2 separate regions of the Mus musculus genome follow, and region 2 is linked to region 1. Evidence: chromatin contacts called from public HiChIP or PLAC-seq data. All regions are on one chromosome and are shown on one strand. Each heading gives the region's core, a stretch centred on a gene start, on an enhancer-like site or on the middle of the called end of the contact. The rest is flanking DNA. Distances are from core to core; before and after follow the strand shown. Region 1 holds the start of Chrna4 (cholinergic receptor, nicotinic, alpha polypeptide 4). Region 2 has its middle 32 kb from the start of Chrna4.

What was found. HiChIP or PLAC-seq counts read pairs in DNA pulled down with a chosen protein or histone mark.
Region 2: an H3K27ac HiChIP or PLAC-seq map of extraembryonic endoderm stem cells shows a contact between it and region 1, with 3 times the contacts expected there. The contact joins the enhancer-like site here to the promoter of Chrna4 in region 1. A contact is called at or near these places in 1 of 39 promoter capture datasets (Sertoli cells), 21 of 484 Hi-C or Micro-C datasets (the AML12 cell line, the HPC-7 cell line, astrocytes and 12 more), 6 of 115 datasets of contacts at active chromatin or transcription factors (astrocytes, embryonic stem cells, extraembryonic endoderm stem cells and 1 more) and 4 of 9 other capture datasets (adipose tissue, embryonic stem cells, liver and 1 more).

The regions. Positions count from the first base shown.
Region 1 is chr2:181,036,279-181,041,641 of GRCm38.p6, reverse strand. Chrna4 (cholinergic receptor, nicotinic, alpha polypeptide 4) reads left to right here and starts at 2,465. Exons shown (of 6, transcript NM_015730.5): 1 at 2,465-2,650; 2 at 4,072-4,223. The coding sequence starts at 2,569.
Region 2 is chr2:181,068,563-181,073,466 of GRCm38.p6, reverse strand. No RefSeq gene overlaps it. Among named protein-coding and RNA genes, the nearest start is that of Chrna4, 32 kb to the right of the region's middle. Within about 2 kb of position 1,521, at least 31 of the 459 cell types and tissues checked have an H3K27ac peak or open chromatin away from gene starts, as enhancers often do. A contact at or near this core is called in cerebral cortex, cortical neurons, extraembryonic endoderm stem cells and 1 more, where this site is marked.

The DNA of each region.
Region 1 (5,363 bases), core at 1,216-3,715:
ATGGGGCAGGAGTCAGGACCCTCATCCCCGAACTAAGAAATAGATATCACTCAGGTGGTGAGAAGCCTTAGTCTGAGTACCTTTCTCCACAGCCATATCTGAATGACAGCACCTAACCAGAGTTCCAGGGAAGCTGGAAGAAACGCCAAGGGACCTGGATCATGGTTGGCCACTTCTATATATTTAAGAGGATCTAACACTGTGTAGTCCAGGCTGACCTCAAACTCACTATGTAACCCAGCCTTACTTTGAACCTGTGGCAGTCCTTCTGTCTCTGAGTACTGGAATTATAGGCACACACCACTCTGCATCTATCCTTGGCTTCTGGTATTAATAGAAGATAGAGCTGACTGTGTACACTGTCCTTGCTCTGTGCTAATATGAAGCAGAGGTGTCACATCAAGATGGCTGTAGACCCAGGTCCAGCTGCAGTTTTCCCATGTGGGACCTGTTGGCCTCACTGCTCTCCCCAGATCCCTCGGGGTCCACCATGCTAAGCCTTACACAGGCTTGCTTTCTGCCCCACAGGCAGTGCTCAGCCACAGGCTGATTTGTTCATCCAAGCCTACAAGTGTGCTTAGGAATACCTGGCTAGTGCAGGAATGGACTAACACATACATGAAGCGTGGAGCCATGGTCTGACTCTTTGGGGGACAGAGGTGGATGAGGACAAGCTAATCGGGGGGACTAGCCCTAGTGGTGAGCGTGGAAAGAGCAGAGGTCTACTGAGAAAGCCAAGCTTTCCCTTGGCTCCTGGAAAGTCTCCAGGCAGAAAGGGAACGGCTACCCAAAGAACATTCTTCGCATGAGGTCAGGGTGCCTACTCTAAAGCTCGATAGCCTGTTTTAGGATCCCACTACTGAATGTGTGATCATGAGCAAGTTGCTTAAATCTTCTTGCACCCACCTGGGAAGGCATAGGTAAAAGAATTAGCCTTTGAGGGTACTGTGGGAGTCTGGCATACCAACACACCCTCAGTGTTTGGGCCAGCATCTAGGAGGGCACAGGAGGAGAACAATGGCCACTGCGAAGGTGATCTGCCCTGGAGGAGAGTATTTGAGAAGTCCTATTGTAGGCTTTGCTTACAGAGCGTAGGCAGATGGCTCCTGTGACCTGGAGGAGTCTGAAGGTTCCAGAGCAGGTATGTGACATATGTATTCACTGTAGGCCAGCAGGCAAGAGAGCTAGGTACACTACTGTTGGAGGGGCATACAGAGGAGGGGGGTGGAGCAAGGTAGGGAGATGGGAAAGAGGAGGGTAGGCATGGGAGCCCTGTACTGTTGGGGTTGGGGGGTCGGTACGGAAGGTCAAAGGGACAGTCAACCTCAGAGCCACCATGTCTGGGAACAGAGAGGTATGTGCTATAGGGACAGGGACAGCACTTTCTTGCCTTCAACTTCAGGATTGTCTCCATCTTGGGGCTTGGAGTCAACGGCAGAGTCTCTGGGACAAGGCATGGTTGGGATCTGGCTTTTGGTGTTGGACAGGGTTTCTTTCTTCTTGGGAACCCGTTGTCTCTCCTTCCATCACCTGCTGCTTAGATGCCCCCTCCCTCTCGCACCTCCCCCCCAGCCTCCCCCCCGCCCCCCCGCGTGCCACCAAAGCACTCTAGGAACCAAAGTACTCGAGCACCTTCTCCTTAGTGGCATCCCTCAGGACCATCCCTAGCACCCTACAGCTTGTCTCCAAGCACCTCTCCTCTCTGGCCAGTAGCTCGCTGCCCACAGAGCTGGGGTAGGGAACTGCTTTCATGCTGACAGTTTACCGAGAAGGCAGGGGCAGAGAATCTGCACGCTTAAAAAGGACAAAGATGGACCTTGGTCCCTAGCTGGCCCTGCGAAGGTCTGGATACCAGGTTCTTCTCACTAAAAAGGTGACACGGGGCCTGGGCGTCACAGGATGATTCTTGGACTTGCGGTGCAGGAGGAGGGCGGAAGGCTGATGGGGAGTGGGTTCTTTCCTCTCAGGGTTGGGCTAAGGAAGGAGACTTGTTATTTCTAAAATGCAAACAGTCACGCCAAGGAGGGGTGAAGTGATGGAGTTAGCCAGTGCCCAACAGGGCGCCCTCCTCGCGCGCACAGTCCCTGAATGCGCACCCGCAGTCTTCACGCTGCCGGCAGGGTTAGGGCTGGAGACCAGGGTTAGGGGCTCATTTCCAAAAGGCGCCGAGATGACTGGAATGACCACGGAGTCCCCAGCCCCTCCCGGCATGTCGGGAGCCTCAGGAGGACAAGGAAACTTTACCCCCACAAGGGGCAGAGCACGGCCTCCACATACCCTCGGGGCCCGGTCCGCCCCCTCCTCCCGCTCTCTCCCTCCTCCCTTCAGTCCCTCCCCCTCCTCCCCTCTCGCCGGCGGCTGGAGGCTGCAGGTCCGGGCGGGGCCGCGCCGCGGAGCCCACAACCTCGAGCTCCCGCCCCGCCGCCGCACCCCGCGGGACGAGCTGCGGAGCCCGGTTTGGGGACGAGCGGCCGCGACACGGGGCATGAAGTTGGGTGCGCGCGGGTCTCGGAGCGGAGGCGCGGTACTGCCGGGAGCCGCCCTCGTCTAGAGCCCGTTCTGTGAGCCATGGAGATCGGGGGCTCCGGGGCGCCGCCGCCGCTGCTGCTCCTGCCGCTCCTGCTGCTCTTAGGGACCGGCCTCTTGCCTGGTAAGTTTCGAAACGCGAAACGGGCCTTTTTCTCCCGGGTCCTGGCACCTAGGACTCCGGGGCTAGGGGAGAGGAGGCCCGGGGCTGCGGTTCCAAGCCGCGGGTGCGAGCAACGGGATAGCCACAGAGACTCCTCCACCCACTACAGCTTCGATGTCCTGCAGTGCTAGCTGAGCCAGAGAGGAAGGAATCAGCCTCCAAGTGCTGGGAGAGGGGGTTTGAGTAAAGGCGGGGGGGGGGGTGGTCTGACTGCATTTCGGAGCTGGAATCAGAACCTCCAAGTAGGATAGAGGTGGAGTCCACCTAGGAGGGAGGTTCCATCCAGCCAAATCTCGCCTTCAGACCGCCCCCATGTCTGTCCCTGTTTTCAGGGATCTACCCCTACCACCCCCCGGAGTTCCACCCTACCCTTTCTGCTCCCCCAGGCTTCCTCCACCTCTCTTCCTCTGAGCGGACACCTTTCACTCTAACCCGTGATGGGGCTTCCTGCAGTTATTTAATCCTGGCCTTCCCACTGAGCAGAGGGGTTATGCCTTACTGGTCGGTTCAAGACACCAGGAAGAATGAGGTTGAGGTGGGGAGGCTGGGGGGGGGGGGACTCTAGGAGTCCTCTCCTAAGGAGTTCCCATGTCTCTCAGGTGAGCAAGAGCCAGTAGACAGCAGAGGCTCCCCTCTTTCTTCCCAACCCCCTCTTTTGATGCAGCAACCCAGCAAATGGAGGTAGGGAGGCCCCCTAGCCACGTAGGGGGCCAATGGAGAGGACACAGATGGGCTGCTGGCTGGTGGAATGAGGGGGCACCCTCTTCATGAAGCAGTGTGGCGCTTATCCATGGAATCTTATATCCGTCTATGAACACAAGGTCCTGGCAGCCCCGAGGCTCTGCGTTCATTGTCAGGCTGTACCCTAGAAGCCCAGGCAGCAGGACCACTCCTGTGGACAGAGGCTCAAGCTCCTGCAGCCATGAGATGTGGTGCACAGTCCTCTTTCATTCACCACCACCACCCATCCTAGCTGCCCCATACACCTTCTGCCACCCAGCCCCACCCCCCAACCCCTGCTGTCCCTTTACATCCTTTGTCTCTGCCGGTCACTGGAGATAGGGCACTTCCATCCAAAGTGATTGTCTGCAGGGGAGCTCTACCCCATTAATTCAGTGTTCACTATGTCAGTTGTCTTGTTTTCCTGGTGGAGTGCAGGAGGGCCTGATCCATTCATTCTTGGGGCCCTGGAAAGGCTTCCTTGAGGGGAGGAGTGGAGGTGCGGGGGGGGGGGGGGGACGACGACGACAAGGCAGCATGCCCAGGGGCCTGAGGTGGAAGAGAAATCAGAAGGAAGGGCTGTGATGGCATGGGGTCTGGTGTGGGGCTAGAGCAGCAGCTTCTGTGGTCACCTGTCCTTAAACTTTCTGCCTCCCCCACAGCTAGCAGCCACATAGAGACCCGGGCCCATGCGGAGGAGCGGCTCCTGAAGAGACTCTTCTCTGGCTACAACAAGTGGTCTCGGCCAGTAGCCAATATCTCAGATGTGGTCCTTGTCCGCTTTGGCTTGTCGATTGCTCAGCTCATTGATGTGGTAGGTATGGGGATGCCCTGGTGTTACATAGGACAATGGGGTCACCCTGCTGGAGTTATCACACTGAGACTCCATGTGGCTGGGTTCAACCAAGGTTGCCAGCAAAATGTCATCCTGAGCCTCAGCAGGTGCTCAGCACCGGGGAAGGGAGGTGAGCACTGTAGCTCTGGACCTGTTCACAGGAAAGCTAGTGGCCATGCTTCCTAAAGTAACCAGAACACCTTTTGGAGTAAAGACCAGGAAAAGGCTTCTGTGGGTATAGGAGGGCCAGTTCCCTCCTCAGCAGCTAGGCTGTGGAAACTTTGGTTGTGGCATCCTTTGAGTGGCCACTGTGGTACACTGGGGGGCAGGCACGATGATCTCAGATCAGATTCCAGAGGCCGCCAAGTACAACCAGTGTGGAAAGCGGGGCTTGGGTGAATTGCAGACAGGTCCTGCTTATCTGCATGTGTTCATTTCCCTAGTGAAAGTCTAGGAAGACTTCTGGGAGGACGTGTGTGAGCTAGGCAGCGAACTTCCTCCAAGAAATCCTGGAGGAAGCACAGGAGACATGGTCCTGGCCCGGGGAAGTATACTGTAGGAAGCTGGTCTCACGTGAGGCTGAGTTGCTTTGTTAGGACCCAGCCTTTCCTGGCCAGGCTCAGCTGCTCCATGTCGGATTCGACCAGCCTTAGAGGAATTCAGCCATGGGTTAGTTCACACCTGTATTTCAGTACCACCCAGGGTTCTGCCCTGTTCCTGTTGGACCTCAGCATGGGTTCTCTCCTGGCTGGTAGAGTCATGCTGAGAAGACATGACCTTACCAGTGAGAGTAGTCAAAGGCCATCTGATTTAGTAACCTTGGGGTCTCCATACTGGGTTTTGCTGGGTTCAGGGACAGAGCCTGGGTTGGAGGAGAGAGACCTGTCCCTGCAGAGCCTTCAGTGCCCTAAAAGCCTGCCCCACACCCTGCTACAAGGGGAAGTGTTGGCTCAAGGCTGGCACTGAACATCTTGGGTGATTCTCGGCCATTACATGTGCTTTCCTGACAAGAGCTGAAAGCAACTATGCTATCTTTGACAGAGTCAGCAGCAGCCCAGGGCTTCAAGGCTGATGTGATTGAACACAGAGACCTTGCTAGTTGGCTCTACTCAGAGCCAG
Region 2 (4,904 bases), core at 272-2,771, 33 kb before region 1:
TTCCAAAAGATGTGCTGGCAAGTAAGTACAATTGGTCGAAGAAGAACGAGCCTTCCTTCTTCCAATGTCCTTATGTGAGGCCTCCAGCAGAAGGTGTGGCCCAGATTAAAGGTGTGTATGACCAAACCTGAATCTAAAACTTGCTTTGTCCCAGGCTGACCTTGAACTCAGAGATCTGCTTATCCTATCTCCTGGAATTAAAGACGTGTACTACCATGCCTGGGCCTAAGCCTCAAGATCTTTATGTCAAGATCCAGGTCAGAAACCTGTCCTCCAGCCTCAAGATCTCGATCACAGGTGTGCTCTCCATTCCTGGATTGTAGTTCATTCTAGATGTAATCAAGTTGACAGCCAGGAATAGCCATCACATAGTCTGAGCCCGGGACTGTGTTATATAAGGAATCCCATGGTCAGGTGACACCAAGAGATGGGAAGCAGTGAGCTAGGACATTCATGAACAGTGTGTAGGAACAGAGGGGCATTCAAAACACTAAGAATCTGGCTTTGGAGGAGAAACCACTGCATCTTTGCACTGCCCCTGCATAGGGTATTTCCTGTCCCTCAACACCTATATATCCACCAAGTCTATTTTGCTGCCAGTGATTTTTCTCCTTACACCTCATCTCCATCCTGTCTCCTGTCCATGGTCAAGTTTATTGATTTAGCAGAGGGACCTCATCTAGAGTTGTGTGAGCAATTGCTTCAGATGCTCTTTCAGTGGTCACACCAACTTCCCATAGGTCTGAAGTAGCATACATGGTGGTTGTGAACCTTTGTTCACAAAGCAAACATCTATGCCAAAAACACTATGACCCCAAAATTTACTGAGACCCCTAGGTACTTGCCCATCACCTTGGAAAGAAGGGTCCCTCCTGAGAGGGCACATGCACAGGGGCTGAGTGGGGTTTGAAGGACCCAGGATGTGTTGCAGACCAGAAGAGATGTGATGTGTATAACTGCCCATGTGCAGGGAAGGAACCACCAGCCAGAATGGTTTGAGGTACATTGGGAGTCGCCTATCTAGAAAGGACTGAGGAATAGGGTTACTATGGGTCAGGCCAGTTGCGCGTACCTCTCTGGGATAAATGTCCCAGATGACTTTGAATGCTGGAGTTGAGGCAATACCCAGCAAGGCCACCAGGTGGCAGTGCTCACCAGAAGAAGAGTCCTATCATTAGTCACATGAACCAGTTCTCTGAACAGACAAATCCAGACTCCTGGAACCTGCCTCTTAGGAGGTCAGGCAGAGCACACCTGCCCACTATTGCCTTTCTCAGCCAGGCTGACAAGGCTTGGGTAGCCATACCAATCAGTAAAGGCACAGGAGCTCAGAGGAGGCAAATTTGCCACAGGGGGCTATTGCCACATGGGGATCTCACATTCTCTTGCCACCCTCAGGATCTGGTTCCAGGCTCTTTAGTAGATCCAAGCCAGAGGTAAGAGTTCAGATGAGCTAAGGGAATCACACGGGACCTGCCGTCTGTTCTCTCTCATTTTCGGAGTCATACACACTCTGGGTGCTCACACTCTTAGCCTATCCCAGAGGGCCTCCACCCCTTACCTGCCTGATATGTCCCTCCCTGGGGTGTGTACCAGCACTGATATTCTCCACAGAGCCTAAACTCCACAAGACATAACCGGGCCTGTCTTCCATGGATTCCCCCTGCACGGGACCTGACCTTAAAAGAGCCTAACTTCCACAGGGTCAGCTGGCTTGACTTCCTTGTGGTCCAACCTCTGGAAAGAAAACTGTTCCTGGCCTAGTATGCAGATCCTAGCAGGTCAGGGCACTGAATACTGGAAGTAGGGAATGGGGTTTGGGGTTTTGCCTCCTAGGGCCTAAGAGGGGTTTTGTTTGTTTGTTTGTTTGTTTGTTTGTTGTTGCTTTTAAAATAATCTCTTGGTGTTCTGTAAGTGCCTGAAGATACATAGTCCTATTCATATCTCTCCTATCAGCTTGAACTGCAGCCAGAACTGCTGGCCCCATACCCACCCTGATTCCGTGGCCTCCGATAACTCCAGTACATATGACATATAGCACATATAGCAATGGGACCCAAAGCACGAGCGTCTTCATTCAGGGCCTGGGAAACTGAAGTCAGGGCGTTGGGACAATAATGTCCAGGACAACAGTTATCAGGATTCCTGCAATTCTGGGGCCCCAAAGGGAAACCCCCGCCTTGCCTTAAGTAGTTGTCTTGGTATGTGCACCCTGCACCTTGTGCAAGAGAGGTAGAGGCTTTCAGAGAGGAGCAGGCTGCCTGAGCAGATGCTGAACGGGCTTCCACAGAAACAAATCCTGGATACCCCAAGGTCAACAGTACCCCTGTGTACTTTCCACACAACCATCATCCCAACCTGGATTTGTTGGTACAGGTTGGTGCTGACCATCTACACCAAATCGTATGTCATTTTCTTCTGGTATCATCTGGCTGCCCTTCCACCTGGCTGGGTTCCCATCTTCCCCTTAGGGAGGGGTCCAAACCCAACCTCTTTTTCCAATCCTCGTTCACAATGTCCTCTTTCCTCCAAACACTGACCTCAAAGCATACTCCTTCTGCAAACACTACACTGCTTGTCCTTCAGGCACTGTGCCCCCCAGGTAACCTCTCTCATACAGCACTCTTGCTTTTGTGGTCTCCTCTCAAATGGCCTCTTCCTGTGATCCCGTCTCTCTAAGTGAGCTCAGGTCCTGGCATTCAGGGATGGGGGCTTGTCCATAGATAGATTCTGGACACCTCTGAGTCCTCAATAATCCCTTCTCCGTTACAGTTGCATCTGCTATTCCAAGGTGAAATAGAAGGTTGTTTTGTTTTATCAGATGAACCTTGTCCTCCACTTTAGGTGTAGTCTTGTGCTGACTGTTGTACTGAGTACCAGCTACAGCCCTGCTAGATGGAAGGCCCCTGGCCTTCTGCTCCTCTCAGAGCAAGTAGACATCTCTCTCCTGGTGGAGTTGTCAGATATAAGGTGCCTCAAATCTCCCTTACCACACCCTGGATTCTCTCAGCCCACAGAGGCCTAGCTCTCGCTTACAGGGAGCTGCAGACCGAGCTCTCAATCCTGCTCAGAGGCAGACAGCTGCGTCTGGGGCTATGCTTGACATTCAGAGCTGCTATTTTTCTCTCACACGTGGGTCTTACATTTGCGTTGGAATGGATTACTGCTAACTTCTTTGCTGCTGCTGCTGCTGCTGATAGCACAGTCATCTGTGGCTGTGCGGGATGGACAGCTCACACCTGCCCACTGCTATCCGCCAAAGGAACCTGGTGGTCATGGAGAACTTGCCCCCAGAGGACATAGCTGCTTTTCCTTCCCACAGCTCCTGCTATGCTGTTAAGGTCACCCTTTTTCTGGTACACTTTGAGCTCACCTCTTCCGCACATATTTTCCCTCCCCCATCAGCTCCCTTCTGGTAGGACTGCCTCTGTTCTTTCCTTCCCTGCTACTGGAATAGGTTCAGCACCTACCAGGTCACCCTCTTTGCAGGGGCATTAGGAGAGCCACTGTGGGTTCTGGGCACACACTGCCCCCATGAGAGTTTAATTTGATTGATAGTTGCTTTTTCTATTGCAAATTTTACTGTTTCTGCTCTAATCTTTGCTTCTACCTTTTCTCTTTAGGTTTAATTTTCTCTTCTTTTTAATTTCTTTCAGTGAGAGCTCAGTTTGCATATTGAACTATATTCTGTTATACACAGGCCTCGGATGCTGTGGGTGCCCTTTCCTCTCAACACCACATTACCTACCTCCCTCACATTCTATATATTCATCTTGATTCAGTTCTAAGCATTCATGTTCCTCAAGCTTCTCCTTCTGGCTTCTTGTGGGGCCACTAGTTCATCTAGCTTAATTGAATGCATATGTATATGTGTACATGATGTGTATGATGTATATGTATATGACATATATATGTGTGTGTGTATGATGTGTGATGTATATGACATATATATGTGTGTGTGTATGATGTGTGATGTATATGTATATGATGTGTATGTGTATATGTGTGGGTATGGATTGGTGATATGTATGTGTGTGTGCTTGTATGTGTATGTACATTTGATGTATATGTATGTATATGTGCATATGTTTATGCATATGATGTATGTATATGATGTACATGTGTAATGTGTATGTTTATATGGATATGTATGTGCATGTGATGTGTATGGTATGTGATGTATATGATGTATATGTGTATGTATATGATATATATGGGTATGGATTGATGTATATGCATATATGTATATGATATGTGTGTGTTTATGTGTATATGTGCATATGTATATGCATATGTGTGATATATATATACACACGTGTGTATATGCATAGTATGATATATATAATATGCATATGTTATTCTGGAACCACAGTTCATGTGAGTTCTGCATTTTCAACTGTGCCATGGCCCAGGATCCAGTTTGCTTTTCTGAAAGCTGGGAGTGGTACTGGGGGGTGACGGGGGCATGTGATGAGATCTCTCCAAGTAGGACTGTATTAAGTTACTTGTTCAGGTTCTGTGCAGCTTTTCAATCTCTGTTCTCATTCACTATGACAATGGATACTGGTGAAGTCAGATCTATCATCTCTGTTGGCTGTGTTTGCTTTTATTCTATTTGGCTTCATTTCTCTCTTCTCTCATCTGGTAGAAAATAACCTCATATTCTAGTTTTCTCTCTGTCGCTGTGAGAAAACACTGACTGAAAACCATTTGGGGAGAGAGGGTTTATTTGGTTTCCAGGGAGGGAGGCCAGGGGAGGAACTTGGAGGCGGGAACTGAAGCAGAAGCCATGGAGAAGCGCGCTTCCTGGCTCGTGTTCAGCAACATTCCCCTTTCTTTATGAAGGTGATATCTTACTCTTTATTTCAATTAAAAATTTAAATACCTTTTTAATTGAAACAGAA